2 separate regions of the Mus musculus genome follow, and region 1 is linked to region 2. A link is a contact called in public Hi-C data. All regions are on one chromosome and are shown on one strand. Each heading gives the region's core, a stretch centred on a gene start, on an enhancer-like site or on the middle of the called end of the contact. The rest is flanking DNA. Distances are from core to core; before and after follow the strand shown.

Region 1 (5,706 bases), core at 2,342-4,841, 1.7 Mb after region 2:
CAGATAGAGCGTTCATGTGCATAAATAAATAGATGAATCTGTTTTTATAAAAGACTACATACTGTACTCAAAGCTGTAAGGTTTTTTATTTCGATTCTTCCTAATCTGAATTCATCCACCCAGAAATCATGTATTTCCCATACACATCTCAGTTTATTCAGTTTTTCTTTAATATCTCTCAGTAATGTCATTGTATTCAGAATATAAATTTGCATATACTTTCTAATTACAGCTGATTTTTTCATGTGTTTCTGTGTGAATTTAAACTTTCCATTTCTGAGTGGTTGGAAGAATGTGCTTATTTATGCAGTTAAATTTTTGTGTATTAACTTTTCATCAAGCAACTTTGATAAAGTCCTTCATTTTTTTATGTTTTAGTAAATTACCCTGAAATTTTTATATACAATATCTACCAGCTGAAAATAAAAGATCTTACTTCTTCATACAGAGGCTATATATAAATGATATAACATATACATGTTTTATTTATAAATGAAATTATATATATTATGCACCCCTTGTCTCCCTTTCTTATCTTCATTGTGTAGTGCGTAGATTTTAACTGTGGACATATTTCTTCTTTATGCTTCATTTCAATGAAAAACATTCAGTTTTCCAAGTTGAGTTGGACTTCTGTAGCTAACACTGAATTTGGCGGCTTTCTCGGGGACGATTTTTGAAGAGTGTCCTGGAGGTGTCGGGATGTTTAGTGTCCTTCAGTGTGCTGTACAGTACACACTTGACACTCCAGAGACTCCGTTCTGAGTACCACGCTGCTTACGTGCCTCTCTGGGTAGTGCTGCTTCTGTGTCTCCCCTTGTTGCGTATTTATACTACCTTGAATTTCACTTTCTGCCGGGAGTTTGCCCTCACCCACTAAATACGAATCCTATGCCCCCATCCCTGCCATCTGTACACAGATTTATCCCATAATTCCATATGTCTCACCCTGTATCTTGTGTGTTCCTCTGTTATTCATTACAGTCCAAGTTTCATGAAATTTGAGCCATTTTCTGGTTAGTCAAGTGAATATTTGCCTAGTATCCACCCCAGATGTAACATGATAGATGCTTAGTAGATATTGTTGAGTATCAGGAAGAAAACAAAAAAACAAAAAACAAAACAGCTAGCTCCTAGGGAGAATTAAAAACCGGGATTGTCACTGTCATAAAACTTCAGTATCTTATCCTTGCCTATGACACATCTTGTAAGTTACACTGACAATGCATTTCTGGTACATGCTGGGCATTATGACCATTAGATCACAACCGTGAGGACCACCTAATAGAAAGTAGAGTTTTAAAAATTGCTCATATGCTTATAATTGCATATGGCTATCTATAAAGTAAGATAAACAAAACTGCTGAATTTTTTCCAAGTATCTCTATTCTCATAATTAAAAGCAAAGACTTTTTAGGACAAAGAAATGGCTCACTCCATAAACTAACTGTTGTATAAGCCTGTGAGTCTAAGTTTGGACCCCCAGACTCCCATAAAAATCCCATCAGGGCCACAGGTCTGCAAACTCAGAACTAGGCAGACCAATTTCCAGTTTTGTCAATAAAAGAGTTGCAGGTTCACAAGAGAACCTGTCTCAAAAAATGTGTAGCACAATAGCAGAAGATACCCAAAGTAGAGCTCTGACCTGCACAGTAAACACACACACACACACACACACACCCCCGTGGACTTGTCCTTTAGCTATGGCCATAATCATAGTGAATCCTGGCAATGTCAATCTTTTTATACTGCCTAGTCTGTTGACCTGGCTTGCAGACACAGCACCTTCTCCACATGATTTGATTTGTCTTCTTGACCGTCTGTATTGTTGGCAAACACAATAAGGGAAAGGCAGAAGAAAGGCTACGGCAGGAAGGGAGCAGCAGCGTCTATGGTACGATGCCTATACCTGAGGGTCAGCTTTACTGACATTGTACAAAGCAGGCACACATTTAGATCTGCTTACTACGAGATTACAAGAAAAATGATTACCAAACAACAACAATGTTTAAAACCACTTGTATACACCTGTGATAAGTCTGGTACGCAGTAAAACAAGACTGCTCTCCAGCTCCTTTTGTATTTAGACAAGTCGCTTGACTTTAAAGTTTTGGTCCCTAATTCCTAAAAGGAATATTTATAAATACTGTATCCCCAAAATCTTCCATTTTCAATAGACAGCTCTTTAAAGCCCTTGAAAATAGATGTCAATTGACATATTTACTTGGATGTTCGTTGATTACACATATACATTTTTCATACGTGAACCACTCTGTAACTAGAGTGACAATCCATGACTCACTTCATTACACTGTTCCAATTCTTGCACTCTCTCTACTAGAGCCTGATATGTCTCTTGCATAATTCCAGTGTAAGGTATTAGACACTGTTTTGAAATCTGCCTTACAATCTGTAGGTTTAGATTTTACCTATCAATGGGCCATATGTGTTGATACAAACTAAAGCGTTCCATTAGTATGTTACACCCATTGGTGAACCCTCTGTGGATTTGTTTTCTGGGCCTGGACCTATGAAAGTGGTTTAATGAAATCTTATATTTCCAGCTCTGATTGACATATGAGCTTTTGTAGAGTACATGAGAATGTCTGGCCTTTGGGAGTTCCCTAAGCACATCCGTGACTACTGTTTCATCTCAGTATCCACTGGGTGCTCCTGAGCTGGTTCCAACAAGTACGATGCCCTCATTTTATAGATTTAAAGATGTGGAGACGCTCAGTGTAAAAAGCATCCCTGCAAATGTAAGGACCAGAGTGTGGATCCTCAGGACCCATGTAAAAGCCCCCTGCAGTCCCCGCACTCAGGAGGCAGTGACAGAGGACCCCGGGGGAGGTTGGGTACCTAGCCTAGCCTGTATTGGGATGCTCCTGATTAACCAAGACACTTTGACCTGATAAATAACATGGAAAGCAATGAGGGAAGAGACCAGATTCAACCTTTGCTCTCTCCATGCATGTTCATGCTCATTAAGGACACAAGGACACACACTACACATATACACAAGCCAGCGACACAGAAAACTGGGGATTAAGAAACTAACCACAAGACACATGGCAGATGTTGGGAGTGTCTTTCTATTGCTTTGTTTTTGTTATCCCCACAGTAAAAATGGTGCAGACATAACTGACAGCAAGAAAACCCATCAGTAAACCGGGTTAGGGTAGAATTGGGGAAGTATACCTGATACTGTATAAAGCAACTCTGGGCAATCAGACCTAAGTTATAATAGACCCCTGACATTTGATGGCTTCTAAATATAGCAATAGTACCAAATGTCAGCCATGTTAGCGCTAGACATAATGATAATCAATTGGAGTGAAGCCCTCTGTTGCTAATTCAATTAATGTCTGGAAATATGTATCCGTACTGATAATCAGTGGAACATAGGTGGTCTTATAAATGCCCAGTGGATTTACCAGGAAGAATCTGCAATTTGATTTTAGCAAGCCTCCGTATATATTACAGAGAGGATGTTTAAAAGCCCGAGTAAAGGAATTGTTGGCTTCCTTTTCCCTTCAGTGTGGTATCGAAAACACTTCTGCCAAGCTTATAAATTCAGCTTTCTCCTTTCCTCGCTCTACTGGCAAACTTCACACCAGGAAAGATGGCAAGGAAGAGAACTGGAAGCGTGGGGTGCAAGCACATAGCCGCTGATTTCACTTAATTGCTTTCTTTTTATGGGAATGCATAAAACTAATAATTATTGCATGATAAACGAGGAACAAATTGAAGTGTGACTCCAGCTTGTGAAAATCTTTGGTGCATAAAACTTTGAACATGACACATCCAGATTCGCAAATTAATGCATCCAAAATTTAGCTCCTCTGGCAGCCAGACTCCTTCAGTCAGACAACTTGTTAGAATTCTCTCTCATATATTTGCATCTTTTTTTCTTTCTTAAACTCTGACATCCAGAATTTTAAAGCTTAATAATTGAAAACAATTTCCTGAAATTAAACAAACAACTTGAATTCATTTTAAAGAAATCTAAGCATGCTAAGTATGCTAAGCTGTCTCAATCAGGAGATGGGAACGTTTTTCTAATTTTGTGCTTCTTTCTCTATACTTGTGTTAGAGTCTCAATAAAATAGTGACTTTAAGACATAACAGTTTTCAAGTGTTTTACATTTTACAATAATTTTATTCAATTAAAATAAAATTTTTCTTCTTTAGTCCTTTTTCACTAGGTTTAAGTTATTATTAAAAACAGTCTTGCTATGTGGTGGTGCCTTTAATCCCAGTACTTGTGAGGCAAAGACAGATGGATCTCCAGGTTTGAGGCCAGCCTGGTCAACGTAGTGAGTGCCAAGACAGCCAGGGCAACACAGAGAAACCCTGTCTTGAAAAATGGATGGGTGGGTGGGTGGGTGGGTGGATGCATGGATGGATGGATGGATGGATGGATGGATGGATAGATAGATAGATAGATAGATAGATAGATAGATAGATAGATAGATAGATAGATAGATAGACTGACCTAAGGTTTTATGAGTGCTATGTCTCTGTGTGTGCACATATGCTTCTTTGTGCTTTTTCTTTTACTCTAACATTTATTTGTCTCTGTCCTGGCTTATCCTTTTATTTGCCTGTTTTATAAATCAAAGAAGGAAGAAGGCATGGAGTTGTATGGATGGGGAGGTGGGGTGGATCTAGGAGAAGAAGGGTAAATTGTAAGCTAAATATATGGTATGGGAAAGAGTATATTTTCAATTAAAAGAAAACACACACTATTGACTGAATGCATTTGCCATGTGTGTTTATTCTAAGCATGTGTGCCAAGCTTGGATATCAAACTCACGTATCTCTCTGGATTAGCCACCAGCAATACGATATTGAGTAACTTTCCAGTAACTCTGAAACTATTATAGCGTGATGATGCTATTTTTTAACCCGTGTATATATTTCAGTAGAGAAAAAAATCATTCCAAAGTCCTAGACATTGCCCAGTGGATAAAGGGCTTGCCTCACAAGTATGGAGGATGGAGTTTGTGTGCCGACAACCAATGTTAAAGCTGAGTGGATGAGGTGTTGAGCCTGTAATCCAAGCATTCAGGAGATCAGAGGGGATTTCCTGGCATGCTGGCTGTCTGGACTGGGCAAACCTAAAATCTGTGCTTCAGGAAGAGGCTGAGTCATAAGCAAAGCAGAGCACTATTAAGGCACCCAACATCAACCTGTGGACTCTGTACTCACATGCATGGGCAGGCATGCACGCTCACACATGTGTGTGCTCTCACACACACCCCACACACATGTGGATGCATATGCCCAGAAATGCAGATATCCCAAACACATGCATGCACATGCATGCATGCATGCACGCTCGCGAGCGTGCGCGCGCGCGCGCGTGCGCACACACACACACACACACACATACACACACCATCCCAAAAGAAGAAAGAAGAGAGAGAAAGGGAGGAAATTAAGGAAGGGGGAAGGAAGGAGGGAGGGAGGGAGGGAGGGAGGGAGGGAGGGAGGGAGGGAGGAAGGAAGGAAGGAAGGAAGGAAGGAAGGAAGGAAGGAAGGAAGGAAGGAAGGAAGGAGACCATTCTAAGACAGAAAGACAGCAAGTTCAATACTATTTATTTATAAATGAAACTCCAACGCACCTTTTAAAATTCAAAATCATCAAACATTCTGCATGTCAGCTTCATTTCATGGTGACGGTGGTGGTTGTTAGGGACAAAA
Region 2 (6,134 bases), core at 1,353-3,852:
GGCTCCCAATGGAGGAGCTAGAGAAAGTACCCAAGGAGCTAAAGGGAACTTCAACCCTATAGGTGGAACAACATTATGAACTAACCAGTACCCCTGAGCTCTTGACTCTAGCTGCATATGTATCAAAAGATGGCCTAGTCGGCCATCACTGGAAAGAGAGGCCCATTGGACACGCAGACTTTGTGTGCCCCGGTACAGGGGAACGCCAGGGCCAAAGGGGGGGAGTGGGTGGGTAGGGGAGTGGGGGTGGGTGGGTAAGGGGGACTTTTGGTATAGCATTGGAAATGTAAATGAGCTAAATACCTAATAAAAAAAAATGAAAAAAAAAAAAAAAAAGACTCAATTGAATATTTTTAGATCCAAACTGACTGAAATCTATAAATGGCCAGGAGAGGGCGCGCACGCCCTACTTTGTGGAGGCTGTGAGCCGCTTGCTTCCTTACATTGTCCAGAAAGGTGTTTTGTGTTGCTTTGTCAGTTTCTTCAGTAAAGACAGGGAAAATGTCATTTCTATTCAAAGAAATTAAGGAAAAGAAAACAATTTTTAGAGTAATTATAGCGAAATAAAGTATCAAATAAAATTGAACTGTAGAGATATTTAAAGGAAATACGGGTACACAATGTAGCATATTGCTCTCTCTCTCTCTCTCTCCCTTTCCCTCTCTCTCTTTCTCTCTTTCTCTCTCTCCCTATTTATATGTCTCCAGGAAAACCATAAATAACCTGCTGATAATTTTAAACTTCATTCGTGTTTCTATATGAGCAAATGGTTACGTACATATTATAGCAAAAATATTTACCTATTCGCTATTTCTGATAACAAGCTTTATAATTGGGTAGTACAGTGTAACATTATGTCTTGCTTTTATTTTAATTAGTATTGTAGTGATCACACACCTCAGGACATGTGACTCAAATCCGAGTCCTCGGGCATCAGAATTTACCACACAATTTTTGTAACAAAATTGTTTAAATGAATAATGTTTAAAATATTTATTACATATCATATTAATAAGTTACATAAAAGATAAGGAAATGTTTCTATGTTGGCAAGTGATCATATGATATATTAAATATAGGTTGTTACATTATACTTTTTAAATAAAATTTTCATTTATACTTATTTTCAATAGAATACAATTCATTTTTGAATTATGGTAGCATATAATTTATAGTAGAAACAAATGTTTTCAAAGTATTTGTCCTCAAAGTTTAAGGTAAGATATTGTTTATTTATAGTATATAAACATTAATTAATGTTAGGAGTGAGTGTGGTGGCAGTCCCAAAGGCGCCAGGGACTGTAGCTAAGTCGTATGACTTGCACCTGACTTTCTCATATAAGCCACAAACATCTTGAGAGCTGCGCAGGTGCACCAGGATACCGGTGAATCCAGTTTGATGGAGATATGCCCCTGCTGCCCTGATTAGCTGAAGCTGCGTGCCTGGTGAGGTGGCGTGGCCTGCTGTGCATGGATGAGAGTATAAAAGGAGTGAGAGGCCCAGGGTTCGGGGGAGATATAAACAAGAAGAATCAGGACTGAATAAACTGCTGTTAGAAGGACTGGTGGTCGTGTCGTTCTTGCTGGTCGAGATCGGACGCGACAAATTAAAATGAATTTTTAAAATGCTATATATAATAATTTCTCATTCTAACATTTTTATTTATTATTTTATTAGTTTAGTCCGTGCCTCTGTGTGTGTGTGTGTGTGTGTAGTGGGTTTGTGCATGTGTGGGTGTATGCCCTTGGAATTGCCGTGACGCAGGTGAGGAGTTCAAAGAACAAGTACCGTGAGTGAGTTCTGTCCATCGACCATTTGAGACCTTGGATGCAAACTTAGTCATTAGGTGTGTGGACAAGCGCTTATATCCGCTCAGCTAACTTTCAGCTGCTATGATTAATGTATAAGATGTTAGTTTCAAATGAATGCAAAGATATCTGCAAACCATCAGTGATTGTATTTAATTGAAGATTTTTAAAGGTATAATTTTTTATTAAAGATTCTTCTTGAATTAAATTTTGAGAAAGAGAAGCAAAATATCAATAACGTTAGGTAGAGATTTAATTTTGTATATATTAAAGTGGACATTCCTATATTAAGTTCTCAAGACATATTTTCCCTTTTAAAAATTATGCTTTTAGAATTTCATACTACATCGTCTTTACCTCACATTGTTTTTTTAAATCCCCATCTCTTTCCAGGTCTCCTACTACAAACTGATCTCCAACTTCATATTTTTTTCTGTCTCTTAAACAAAAGAGAGAAGAAACCTGCCTGAAACCATGGCCCCAGGAGGGAGTGAGCCCCCAAAAGAAGACCCGCACATGGAGACCTGAAATACCACCAGGATGGTGCCACAGGGACCCAGACCAGTAGCGAGCCTAAGATGACCACCAGTGTGGCACCACACAGGGCTGGGGGTGGGGCAGACCATGCCTGAGATGACCCCTGCCTGTCGTCATAAGGTATGGGCGGGATATAGAATTCCTGAGTCCACTTCAGAGATGATCCCAGACAGAGACCCCAGGACGCCACAAAGAGGTGCAAGTAAAAGGTGGAGAAACCGAAGAGAAAGAGAAGCAGAAGGATGTGGGCGCAATGGAGAAAGATGTTACTGAGACTTCAGGGTAGTGATGCCCACCTACGACCATGATGGAATCTTGGCCTGTGCTGCGGCCAAGGACCATGTCTAGGTCTGTGGCCATGCAGTTGCCACCAAAGGCCAGGCACACGTCCCTGGTCTGGGCTGTTGATTATGGACACGTTGATATATGTGATCTGCGCAGAACTGGGTCTGCTACTCACATGGACATAGTGGGAGTGCTGGACCTGAGGAGTTAAGAGAAGGAGCGCTCATCTCGTCCCTAACCAGCTGGGTAGAACTGGCACATGACCCTGAAAGGACAGTAGAGTTGTTCCTCTTTGCTTGTGAGTATTGCTGGTGAACCAGCCCGAGGGTATGAACATGGGCAAGCTGTCCCTGCATCTTGTCTGCTGGGCAGTGAAGTAGGAGAAGAACAAGATGCCCACTTCGACATGTGCCCCCTGCCACCTATGGCAGAAAAGAGAGATGGACCCAGAGTCGTGAGAGCAGGAGAGCTGTCCCTGTCCCTCACCTTCTGCAGCACATGGGTGAGGGGACCTTGTACCTTGCCTGAGCCATAGAGTAGAGATGATCCTGATGGCATGAGAACAGGAGCGGTGGCTCTGCTCCTTTCTGTCTGTAGCACTGGATGACCTAGCCTGGGCAGGGCAGGAGAGCTTGCCTTGGCAGTGTGAGTGTGGGAGAGCTAGTGAGCTCCAGGGCTTTGAATTGGCTCATCCCAACATCTACCCCATTGATGAACTGCTGGAGTGCATGCAGGGGCCAGTCCTACAGATCCAAAACGACAGCATCTCTATGACACAAGGCAACAACGGGATATCCAAAAGACAGCCCCTGAGGTTCCCATATTGCAAATGTAGCAGGAGACAGAGGCCTTGAACCAGACCAATGACTCAGTGTAATGAACGTTTGAAAGCAAAGAAGTGTGGTCAAAAGTCTCTACTTTGGGACACAATGTGTCACATTACAGTTTCAACAAGAGTTTTGTTGTTGTTGTTGTTGTTTGTTTGTTTGTTTGCTTTGTTTTCTTTTTCCTTTTTCTCTTTTGGTGAGATGGAGGCAAGGACAGAGGGCAGGTGTGAGATGGGAAGATGAGTGGGACCGGGGTACCAATAAAAAGTTTTAAAACATGAAATAAGGAGAATAACTACATAGAGATTGCATTTCAGAGGCATTTTGTGTACTTTCAGTATGTACACGTGCATGTTTGTTTTAAGAATAACAATATTTAATATTTTTGTTCACTCTTAAAAAAGTGAAAGCATGAAAGAAAGAAAGGGGTTGGACTTTTATGCCTTTAATTTCAGCTCTAGGGAAACAGATCACAGGTGGATGCCTGTGAATTCAAGGCCAGATAGGTCTACAGAGTGAGTTCCTGGCCATGTTGAGCTGTCTAAAGACTGTCTAAAGACAAGAGAGAAAGAGGAGAAGAGAGGAAGGGGTGGGTAGGCAGAGAAAGAAACGGAAACAGACAAAGATAGAGACATACAGAGAGACAGAAAGAGTCAGAAACAGAAAAGCTGTCAGAGACAGAGACAGAAACAGAGGCACACAGAGATACATAGAGTGAGTGACACAGGGGACTAAAGAGAAGATGGATTCCATGTTGTGAGCAGGATGCCTGCCCTGGAATGTGCTTAATATGCCCAGTGCCCCCATCTGAAGAAAACTGATTTTGCATCTCCCAACAGCTACTATTTTCCAATTGGAGGAGGAAATTTGTGCCCACAAATCTTCATTAGTGCTGCAAAGTTTGTCCAGCTTGAACTTTGCAGGTCATGAGCATCCTGCCCCAGCCTGTGAATTCACATTTTCTTATCCCCTGTTGTGTCTGGAAAATACTCTTTCCTAAAAGCATACACAAGCATTGGCTATTACAGTCTTACCCTCTTCTGCATGATCAAGCAAGATATTGAATTCAGGGCTGAGGATTCCATATTAGCAACTAGCTGATCCCATATTAAACAATTTTGTCAGACACACCTGAATTACTCTAAAAATTTACTTAATCATGCATTGTAATTCAATGCTAAAATCTATTTGAAAATAAATCAATCAAAACTCAGTGGCAACCTTGTAATAAGAAAATAAGTAAAGGATGCACTATTTCAGAAGCAGCAGTGTACTAAAAATTGGTAACTTCAGACATTAACACCAGAAATATTACTAAAAATGGTACAGTTATTTTGTGCTTAACTCACTACTCTGAAAAATATTCCTTTCTGCTTACAGTTCTTTGAATAAAGTTGTTTTAGGTAACTTAATCTTATTAAATACACCAAGCTTTCCTGAAATTAATTTTATAAATTTAATATTAATAATAAATAACCAACAGTATAAAATGTTTATTTACATTTTTTATAAATTCAAATTCTGGATTTTAAAATTTTGGTGGTAAAGAAAAATTGCTTTAGGTGACACTGGTGTAACTTAGTAGAAATATAAACATAAATATATTTTTGGATGACTTTCTTCAAGACTTTTAGACATTTCTGTTTTCATAATTTGTCAGATATGCAGTTTGGTCTTCATATGGGTCCGGAAGGACTGGAGGAGGGGCTATTCCAAAGGCTGTTGTTTACATATGGGATATGTTCTTTTAGAAGGGCTGTCATGTCTGTTCTTAGTGGAAAAGGAAGCACCTAGTCTCTCAGAGTCTCAACGTGCAGGGATACAGGGCTATCCAGGGAGGCCCCCACCTAGGTGGAGAAGGACAGGGAAGGATGGGGGAAGGGTTGTAGGACGGGTTGACTGCGAGGGGCACAGTGAGAGGGATGTAAAGTGAATAAAAAAAATTAAAATATTAAATTAAAAAGTAAGTTTCACTCAGTATTATCCTTGCAACTCTATGCTTTTGGATTCCTGTCATTACGACTCTATTTTCTATAACCCAGCATATCAGAAGTATCATTTAACCTTACTGTATCTGGGGTTGCTTTTACAGTACCTGTGGCATAGTTTGGGTTTGAGTAACTGCAAAAATACTGCTTAGATTTTACTCATAATAATACTGTTATTATTTTACTCATTACCTACTATTCTTTTCCTTTACTGATTTTCTTTTCTTTTCTCTTCTCTGTTTTTGCCTTTTCACTTCTATTCTCTTGTTTCTAGATGTAGGTGGTTTTAATCTTTCTGGGTTTTCCCAGACAAAATGGCTGTCAATTGAGTCATCAGCTATCCCTGCAATCAATGGAGATGGCCACATGATGGATCCAGTTATTGCAATCAGTATAGATTTTGAATAAAGTGTCAGCTGTGGCCCTGGGTCCATTTGGTCTCAGAAAGTACATCTTTTCTCAAAGTCCTACCTTTTAGAAAGAGAGGTGTTGGACTGAATACAGAGTCACTAGAGTCATTTAATCAATAAAGACAAAGGTGATGAATGGCAGGTAAACCTATGCGGACTGAAGCAAACTAACTGTTCTTTAGAAGAAAAAGAAATCAAGTTTTAAATACCATTTCAGCAAGTTGCTGTTCTGTTTAGAAGGGGGTGATAATCGACTTACAAGTAAAGATGATGGAGAT

What was found. Hi-C and Micro-C count contacts between places; a contact is called where the count stands out from the background.
Region 1: a Hi-C map of cortical neurons shows a contact between it and region 2, with 4 times the contacts expected there. The contact joins the enhancer-like site here to the promoter of 4930567J20Rik in region 2. A contact is called at or near these places in 1 of 15 datasets of contacts at CTCF or cohesin (pro-B cells), 45 of 484 Hi-C or Micro-C datasets (3T3-L1-derived adipocytes, the AML12 cell line, the AtT-20 cell line and 27 more) and 1 of 115 datasets of contacts at active chromatin or transcription factors (astrocytes).

Annotation. Positions count from the first base shown.
Region 1 is chr16:72,964,015-72,969,720 of GRCm38.p6, forward strand. The region is part of intron 8 of Robo1 (roundabout guidance receptor 1); the gene reads left to right. Among named protein-coding and RNA genes, the nearest start is that of Gm52247, 7.3 kb to the left of the region's middle. Within about 2 kb of position 3,592, at least 1 of the 459 cell types and tissues checked has an H3K27ac peak or open chromatin away from gene starts, as enhancers often do. A contact at or near this core is called in cortical neurons, where this site is marked.
Region 2 is chr16:71,247,302-71,253,435 of GRCm38.p6, forward strand. It overlaps 4930567J20Rik (RIKEN cDNA 4930567J20 gene), which reads left to right and starts at 2,603. Exons shown (of 3, transcript NR_040576.1): 1 at 2,603-2,929.